Linked DNA regions of Mus musculus: region 1 is linked to region 2. Evidence: chromatin contacts called from public HiChIP or PLAC-seq data. All regions are on one chromosome and are shown on one strand. The core of a region is the stretch at or near the end of the contact, and the rest is flanking DNA. Distances in the headings are between cores, read along the strand shown. Region 1 overlaps Ube4b (ubiquitination factor E4B). Region 2 overlaps Kif1b (kinesin family member 1B).

Region 1 (3,715 bases), core at 16-2,515, 220 kb before region 2:
GCTTGTGAAAGGTTCACACAGACCCACAAAAAATAAATATAAATCTTAGAGAGGAAAAAAAAAGAAGACATCAAAGTGAACACAGCGCACCCTACTTTTGTATTATTCCTGGTGAGGATACAGGATGCTGAGCTCTCCGTGGGCTGGTCTCCCTGTGAGGCTGTGACACAGGCACGCGTCCGTGTGCTCCCTTCCCATACTGCCTCTGCCCTCATCCCATGCCCTCCTGACCTTGTGTCCTGACTGCCCCTTTGCTTTTCCTTTCCTGGTCTATTTAGAGGACTTTGAGGGTAGGAATTAGGACTCAAGTGGAACATCTTCTTCAACTTTGTGGCACACAGTAGGCACTTATCGACATGCCACAAGGAATTCGTGGTAGGACAGGATGCTCCTGTCCTATTGTAGCCAGAACACCGGGTGGATGTTCTGTGCTCCACTGTGCACCCCTCACCAGAGAGGTCAGTATGTTCAGTGTTGCTGATCAGAGGGTTGAGGCAGTGTCCGACACCAGCAGTCTGTACAAAGCTGACTTCTTAAACTAGTCAGCGGCAGTGCCACCTTGTCACCGTAGGAATGTCTTGTGTGGAGACAGGTGATGTGTGGGAAGTCACAGTCCAGCTTCAAACCCTGCACTGTGTCCCCTGAGCTGTGTTGCTGAGCAAGTCACTTCACTGGAGGTGGTTTCCTCACTTGTAAAATGGTAGTGGAGTGTGCGGACCCCTGGGTTGTTAACTGAGCTTACACATGGGCTATAGAGCTGCATCTGGCCCATGGGAAGCAGAGGGCTACCTCAGTTAATTATTCACTTACTCCTTTGTGTCAGGATCACCAAGAGCCTCCAGAAGTGACATTGTAAGTAGAAAGATTACCATCTGTCCGTCGTCCCTGTCCCATCCCCTTCCTCTTCGTAGGAACAGGGGTAGGTTGTTGCTGAGATCTGGGAGGTCTCGTGTGACTGAAAAATGTGTAGACTATCTTTAGGAGAACATCCTAAAGACTAGAAGTTGTGAGTGATGTCTGTCTGTGTGTTGGAATTTATTTACTTTGTAAAATTTTAGTTGGAAATAAGGATTTTTGCAGACTGTATTTTATTAAATTTAAAGCAGTATTTTGTGGACCCTCCCGACCCCCACAACGAGCTAAAACTAAGAGGAGCAGTTTGATCTGCCCTGCCCTGGGGCTTTCCCTGCCTTGAGTCTAGTGTGGGTAAATCCGGAGGAGGGGGTGGGACCTACAGCATCAGGAGAGCCATTAGGGGAAACCCTGTTGTAGTGTCAGCTAAAAATGTGACCTGAGACGGGCAGAATGTGGCTCCTGTTTAGGGTCTGGGGCGGGGCACAGCCGTGGCCATGGAACTGCCACAGCTGTTTCTGTTTCATGCTTTTCCATTTTTGATCTGTGACAAATGGAAAAGGAAATCTTTTAAAAAGAACCTAGGTTTAACTTGAGATAACCAGCCATAAAAAGTAGGTTGAGTAAAGAAAAGGAATTTAGTAATACTTGGAATGCTGGGACTGGCTACTTCCTCCCTCTCCCTCCCTCCCTCCCTCCCTCTCTGTGCGTGTTTGTGTGTGTGTGTGTGTGTGTGTGTGTGTTAGGGGTGTAGGGGGACTGTGCAGATGTCCTCTGAGGACAGAAGAGGTTGTTGGATCCCTGGAGCTGGAATTATACCTGGTTATAATCCCCCATACATGAGTGTCCAGGAGCAGTGAGGGCTCTTTGTTTCTTTGTGTAGTCCTAGCTATCCTAGAACGAACTGTAGCCCAGGCTGGCCTCAAGACTCAGCAGAGATCTGTCTGTCTCTGCCTCCTACGTGCTGGGATTAAAGGTGCACTCCATCATCACCCCCTGGCCGCAGCAACTTAAAATGTCTTATTTTTTGAGCCGCATATTGACGCATGGTCACACATGCTTTTATTCTCAGAACTTGGGAAGTGGAGACAGTAGGATCAGAAGTTCAAGACCAGCCTTAGTTAGATAATGAGTGTGTGGTCAGCCGGACTATGTGAGACCCTGTCTTCAGACACCAAGCCAAACCAAACCCCTGATTTTGGGTATGCCCAGCCCTTTAGTGGAGTCATTAGCAAGCACAGTGCAGTGCCAACAGCCAAGGCTACAAAGCAGTGGGCAGATATGGCAGAAAGCTGCAGTGTTAGTGTGCTCTGAAGAAATGTAGTCCTAAGTACTGAAAATACTGGTGGTGTAAAGCCAGATGCAAAAGTGACAAAAATACAAGAAGATATCTGTGTTTGAAAACTAGAATATGCAGGAATCACTAAAGAAAATCAGGGAATCTTTGAGAATGGGGGCTGTTCATATTAGTATTTATATAAGTGTTTTCAGTAATGTCATTAAAAATTTTAAAAAGAACATTTATTTTTATTTCAGGCTAGAGCGATAGCTCTGTGGTAAGGTCAGTAGATCTCTTCCAGAGGATCTGGGTTCAGTCCCAGCATCCACATGAAGATCTGTAGCTATAGTCTCAGCAGATCGCTCTCTGGCCTCTAAGGACTCTCTGTGGGTTATGTGGTGCATGGATGTAGCGTGTGGGCACAACACCCATATGCACACAATAATAAGATACAATGGAAACTTTAAAGAGTTATTTTTATTTTTAATTATGGGTGTTTGTTTGTGTGCTTTTGGCAAGTGTGCAGTGTCAGAGGAGGCCGATGAGGGGGAATCCCTTGGGCCTGGAGTTGCAGACAGTTGTGAGTCATCCATCGTGCATGCAGGGAACCGAATTCAAGTCCCATCTAAGCACAGGCTGCATTCCCAGCCGCCGAGCCAGCTCCCCAGCTCCGTCGTACATCAAAACTTGGCACACTTAAATTTCATGATGCAGATTTTATCTCTTAGTTTTCAAAGAAAATCATACCTTGAGCTGGAGCTGTCAACCTGAGAGCTGAGTGCTTGCTAAGAGTGTGGCACGCCCCATGCTCAGGTCTTATTGCTGAAATTAAAACAGAACACAGCAACAAAGAAGTCGGGACTGGGAGATTGCTTGGTGGATAACATGCTTGCTGTAAGTGTTTAGGGACCAGACTTCAGACACCCAGCACCCTGACAAAGCCTGCGTGGCTGTGGCACGTTTGCAGCTGTGCAGGGGGAGACAGGTGTGGGAGATCTGAATTCCGGTCCTCGAGCAAGAACTTTATCAACTGAGCCATCTCCCTAGCTTCTCCTAATCCCTTCTTCAAAAGATTTAATGTGCTTAAGTAAACTTGAGATAGTGACCTGTGTGACATGTTTCAGGTGAAGCGATTGGTTGGCATGTCTGAGGCACAGGCCGGGAGGAGACGCTTCTCCTCTCTGGGGCAAGGACTCAGGGCATTTCCTTGGTCTAAGAGAGGTAAAGGGCACAGGTGTTGCACAGTGTGAGAAGGACACGCATTTCCTGGAATCTGTCCTTGTTAGGAATCGCTGGGGCTGGAGCTTTGTCCTACTTATTCCTGGTAGGAGGAGTGTGTGTGTCTGGGGCTGCCTCATTTCTGAGAAGCCTGTTCACATCTAGTGCTTGGTATACATGTATAACCTCAGGGTGGTGGTGCGTGCATGTGTGTGTGTGAGGGAGGGAGGGAGGATGAGTGACATAGGAAATGCTGCTGTGACCCATCCTATGTTTATTTGTAATTACTTGGTAACTGAAGCATTCAGAGAATGGCCGATTATATTTTCATTTTGATCACATTAAAAAAAAAAATCAGGGGCTGGT
Region 2 (3,501 bases), core at 701-3,200:
AGCAGGCCATGGTGAAGGTCAGTCTCTCCTGACTTGGCTGTCTGATGCTCCCTGTGTTCTTCCCTTTTGAGTCTGGCGTTCTAGTCTGTGGCATGGATCCTAGTTTATATCTGGGTTGCATGAACTTTCGGTGTGAAGTGCTGTGCACCCTGTGAATTTGGCAAGATGTTCCTAACTGTTCATTCTCTCCAATAACTTTCTTCTACCTAATGTCTCTTCCCAGACACCTAATACTTTTGCTGTATGCACAAAGCACCGTGGGGTCCTTCTGCAAGCTCTCAATGACAAAGACATGAATGACTGGTTATATGCCTTTAACCCACTTCTGGCTGGCACAATAAGGTCAGATACTGTTCTTTTGCTTCATTTCCTCATGCTGAGACAGTCTCACTGTATAGCCCAAGCCAGATTCTAAGTTCTCCACCTCATCCCAAGGACTGGGTTTACAGGTGTGCACTACCATGCCTGGCTCGTGAAAGCTCTTTCTCACATTTACATGAGTAGGAAAGATGTGTCGTTCTAACTGGGATGAAAATGGAAAGGAAGGCAAGGGTACGATGATGAGTTACAGGGTGAGACGAGTGCCCTGCTTCCAGTGCAGTGTCGTGCGTCCTCAGCCGTAAGGACACCACCGGTCCTATCCTTCATCTCCTTTAGGTTTCAGTTTTCAGGAGGTCTGCAGAAGGCCCAGAGCACCGAGTAAAGGAGAAACAGTGCTTTAATGGACTCCCATAGTTCAGGCTGTGTGAGAGGAGCGCATCTCACAGAGTCCCCAGCGTAGGAAAGACCTCATAGCTGTCCCTGGGCTACTGTTAGGAGTCATAATGTCCATATGTGCTCTGCAGGCTATCTGCTCTGCGACCCCTGTGAAAAGGGTATTCAACCCCCAAAGGGGTCTCGAGTTGAGAACTGCTGGTCCAGCCATTTGTTTAGGAGCGTAGAAGCCTGGCCTGCAGAATCGGCTGGGAGAGACCAGCATCCACTCTTCTAACGCTGCCTCCTGTTTTTCTCATAGGTCAAAACTCTCTCGCAGATGCCCGAGCCAGCCAAAGTACTGAGCGTTCTCCTGAGCCTTGCTCACCTTCGACAGATAAAGAAAGTGTTACCTCTCATTCTCTTTGTGATTCTTGACAGTTATTCTTGTATGTAATCCTGTGGCTTAACGACTTTTCCCTCCTCACCCTGCACTTCTCTAGCTCTCTGTTCCCTCTCCATGGCTCTGACTCTTCTTATTCTTGTGCTAAGACTTGTAGCATGTGGCCTAACAAGGGGAACAAAACCACTACACGTCCATACACACTCACACTCACACTCACCCACACCCGAGGGGACCCAGCACATCTCCAAATGATTCTCCTGTGTGCTTCAGCTTCCTTTGGATGTTAGGTCCCCTTCACGGTCACTGTCCGACTGTTGTCTCCGTAGCTCTGGTTTTCAGGGTAACTTCTCTGTCTCTCTTTTTCTTTCCCCTTTGTTTATGATAATCTTCTTTTTTCTGGGTGGTTTAGAGACTAAGGGAGGAGACATTTGGTATTGTCAGCCAGGAGAAGAAAACTTGTTAACTTGTTTCTCTCTCTCTCTCTCTCTTCCTCTCTCTCTCTCTTCTCTCTCTCTCTCTCTCTCTGTCTCTTTTTCTCTCAGTGTCTGTCTCTGTCTATTTGTGTGTGTGTCTGGTGTCTGTCTGTCTCTCTCTGTGTCTGTCTCTGACTCTCTCTCTTTCTCTGTATGTGTGTGTGTGTGTGTCTGTCTGTCTCTGTCTCTCTTTCTCTTTCTCTTTGGTGGCTAATCCATGTGTTTCCATTCAGGGAAAGCACTGTGGGAAGCTCAGAAATGGGATTTAAATTCTCTGTCTAAATCAGGGCTCGGAGCATGGATGTATAGAGTGGAAGATGCAGAGGGGCCTTGTGATTGGCCTGCAACAGAGGCTGCTGCTAGCCCTTTAAGACTCGGGCTGCTGCAGTAGATTGGGCAGTGGGTCACAAGGGTGACTGTAGCTCCTTACAGCAGGGTCCAGCAGGCTTGTCTCCTCCCTGGGAAGGAGCGTTTGTCTAGGAGTTTCCCAACTCTAGTCTCAGTGTCACTGTTTGGAATTAGGTGATGTCATGAACAGATTTCCCACAAGAGGGACTGGGGAGTGTTTGACTTTCTGGTGATATGGACCATTGTTGCTTTGAGAGTGCTGAGTGCAGCTTGTGATTGTTGTCGCTCCCTTTGATCAAAGACTTGTAGCTTCAGCATAAATCTTGAGGTCTCCATCTAAATCCAGTGGCCATTTCCAGTAGTTCTCGTCTCCATATGAACAAACATGGCATTGTTTTCTGGATGCCAGAACTGACCAGTCCTTACCACCACTCCAAACAAATCAGAAGGCATTTAGAGTCGAAAAAGATTGTCTCCCAGCAGTTTGCTACTGGATTGTGAAATGCCTCCTCTGTGACATGCCCCCTTCCCCCACTGTCCTCATCTGGTTTGGAAATACTCCCTTAGGAAGAATTTCCCTGCTACCAGTTTCTGTGGCTTCTAACAAACCAGGCCTCCGGGTTTAAGAGGTTATAGAAAATAACGCTCTTCCTCCACCGGCCAGTAAGTGTCGGGGACTGAGTGGGGCACAGAATGCCCGCTGGGGCTACTTGAGTTGCTGTGCCAGTGACTTGGGGAGCATTCACACTGCTGTTTCCTGGCCTTGCCAGCCTGTTTCAGCATCACTCACGCACACAGGAAGGCATCTGCTCACCTCCAGTCTGCGAAGGCTCCTGGCTACCTGAGGGTAGAGAAGGAATGGATTTCCTTCTGGTGGAGAGCCCATCTCCACTGCAGAGCAGCCACTAGGGAGGCGAGCATGCAGCCCCTTGCTTCTCTCTGAAGAACAGGACTCCCAGCTTCCTTTGTTACAGTTGCCTTGCAAAGAAAGGAAAAGTGGACCATGGAGAAAAGGAAAGGAAAGGAAAGAAAGCAAAAGAAAAGAAAGGAAAAGGCAGAAATCAGACTGTTCTTATCTAAAAGATGCTCAGCTCTGGTGGATTTTTAAAACTTTCTTTCTCTCCTTAAAGTATAGGTTACTAACTGTAATGTTACTTGTTTTCTAAACATATCTATGAGATTTTTAATGTAGTTAGAAGTCTCTGTTGTCTAATGGACACAGCATGTCCTTCTGGTGTATACTCAAATTCAGCAGACTCTGTCTATGCCTGTAGACAGTTTCCTGGACCGGAACTAAATCTAATTTCAGGGAAACGAAGATCAAAGGTCGCTTTTAAACTGAATCACTGATGTTGCTGCTGTTAGGAAGGTAGGCAGAAGGATCCATGTCTGTGCCGAGAGGTGTGACGCCTGGGGGAGGGTGGCAGTGTGCGGCACACTAAACCCTGAGATAACTTGTTTTCTTTTAACTCAAACAAAACTGGTTTAGAAAGTCTTTGCTTTGCAAATATCAAATGTTAGCATGAGCCAAACTGGACCCCGCCTTCATCAGAGGCCCCTTAAGGAGACCTCATTAGAAAG

Evidence for each region. HiChIP or PLAC-seq counts read pairs in DNA pulled down with a chosen protein or histone mark.
Region 1: a contact with region 2 is called in an H3K27ac HiChIP or PLAC-seq map of extraembryonic endoderm stem cells. The contact joins two enhancer-like sites. A contact is called at or near these places in 2 of 484 Hi-C or Micro-C datasets (liver and nephron progenitors), 2 of 115 datasets of contacts at active chromatin or transcription factors (extraembryonic endoderm stem cells and trophoblast stem cells) and 3 of 9 other capture datasets (adipose tissue, embryonic stem cells and pancreatic islet).

The regions. Positions count from the first base shown.
Region 1 is chr4:149,400,766-149,404,480 of GRCm38.p6, reverse strand. All of the region lies in intron 1 of Ube4b (ubiquitination factor E4B), which reads left to right. Among named protein-coding and RNA genes, the nearest start is that of Ube4b, 24 kb to the left of the region's middle. Within about 2 kb of position 1,265, at least 70 of the 459 cell types and tissues checked have an H3K27ac peak or open chromatin away from gene starts, as enhancers often do. A contact at or near this core is called in extraembryonic endoderm stem cells, where this site is marked.
Region 2 is chr4:149,178,325-149,181,825 of GRCm38.p6, reverse strand. It overlaps Kif1b (kinesin family member 1B), which reads left to right. Exons shown (of 49, transcript NM_001290995.1): 47 at 1-17; 48 at 224-342; 49 at 1,016-3,501. The coding sequence ends at 1,058. Among named protein-coding and RNA genes, the nearest start is that of Pgd, 13 kb to the right of the region's middle. Within about 2 kb of position 1,950, at least 51 of the 459 cell types and tissues checked have an H3K27ac peak or open chromatin away from gene starts, as enhancers often do. A contact at or near this core is called in extraembryonic endoderm stem cells, where this site is marked.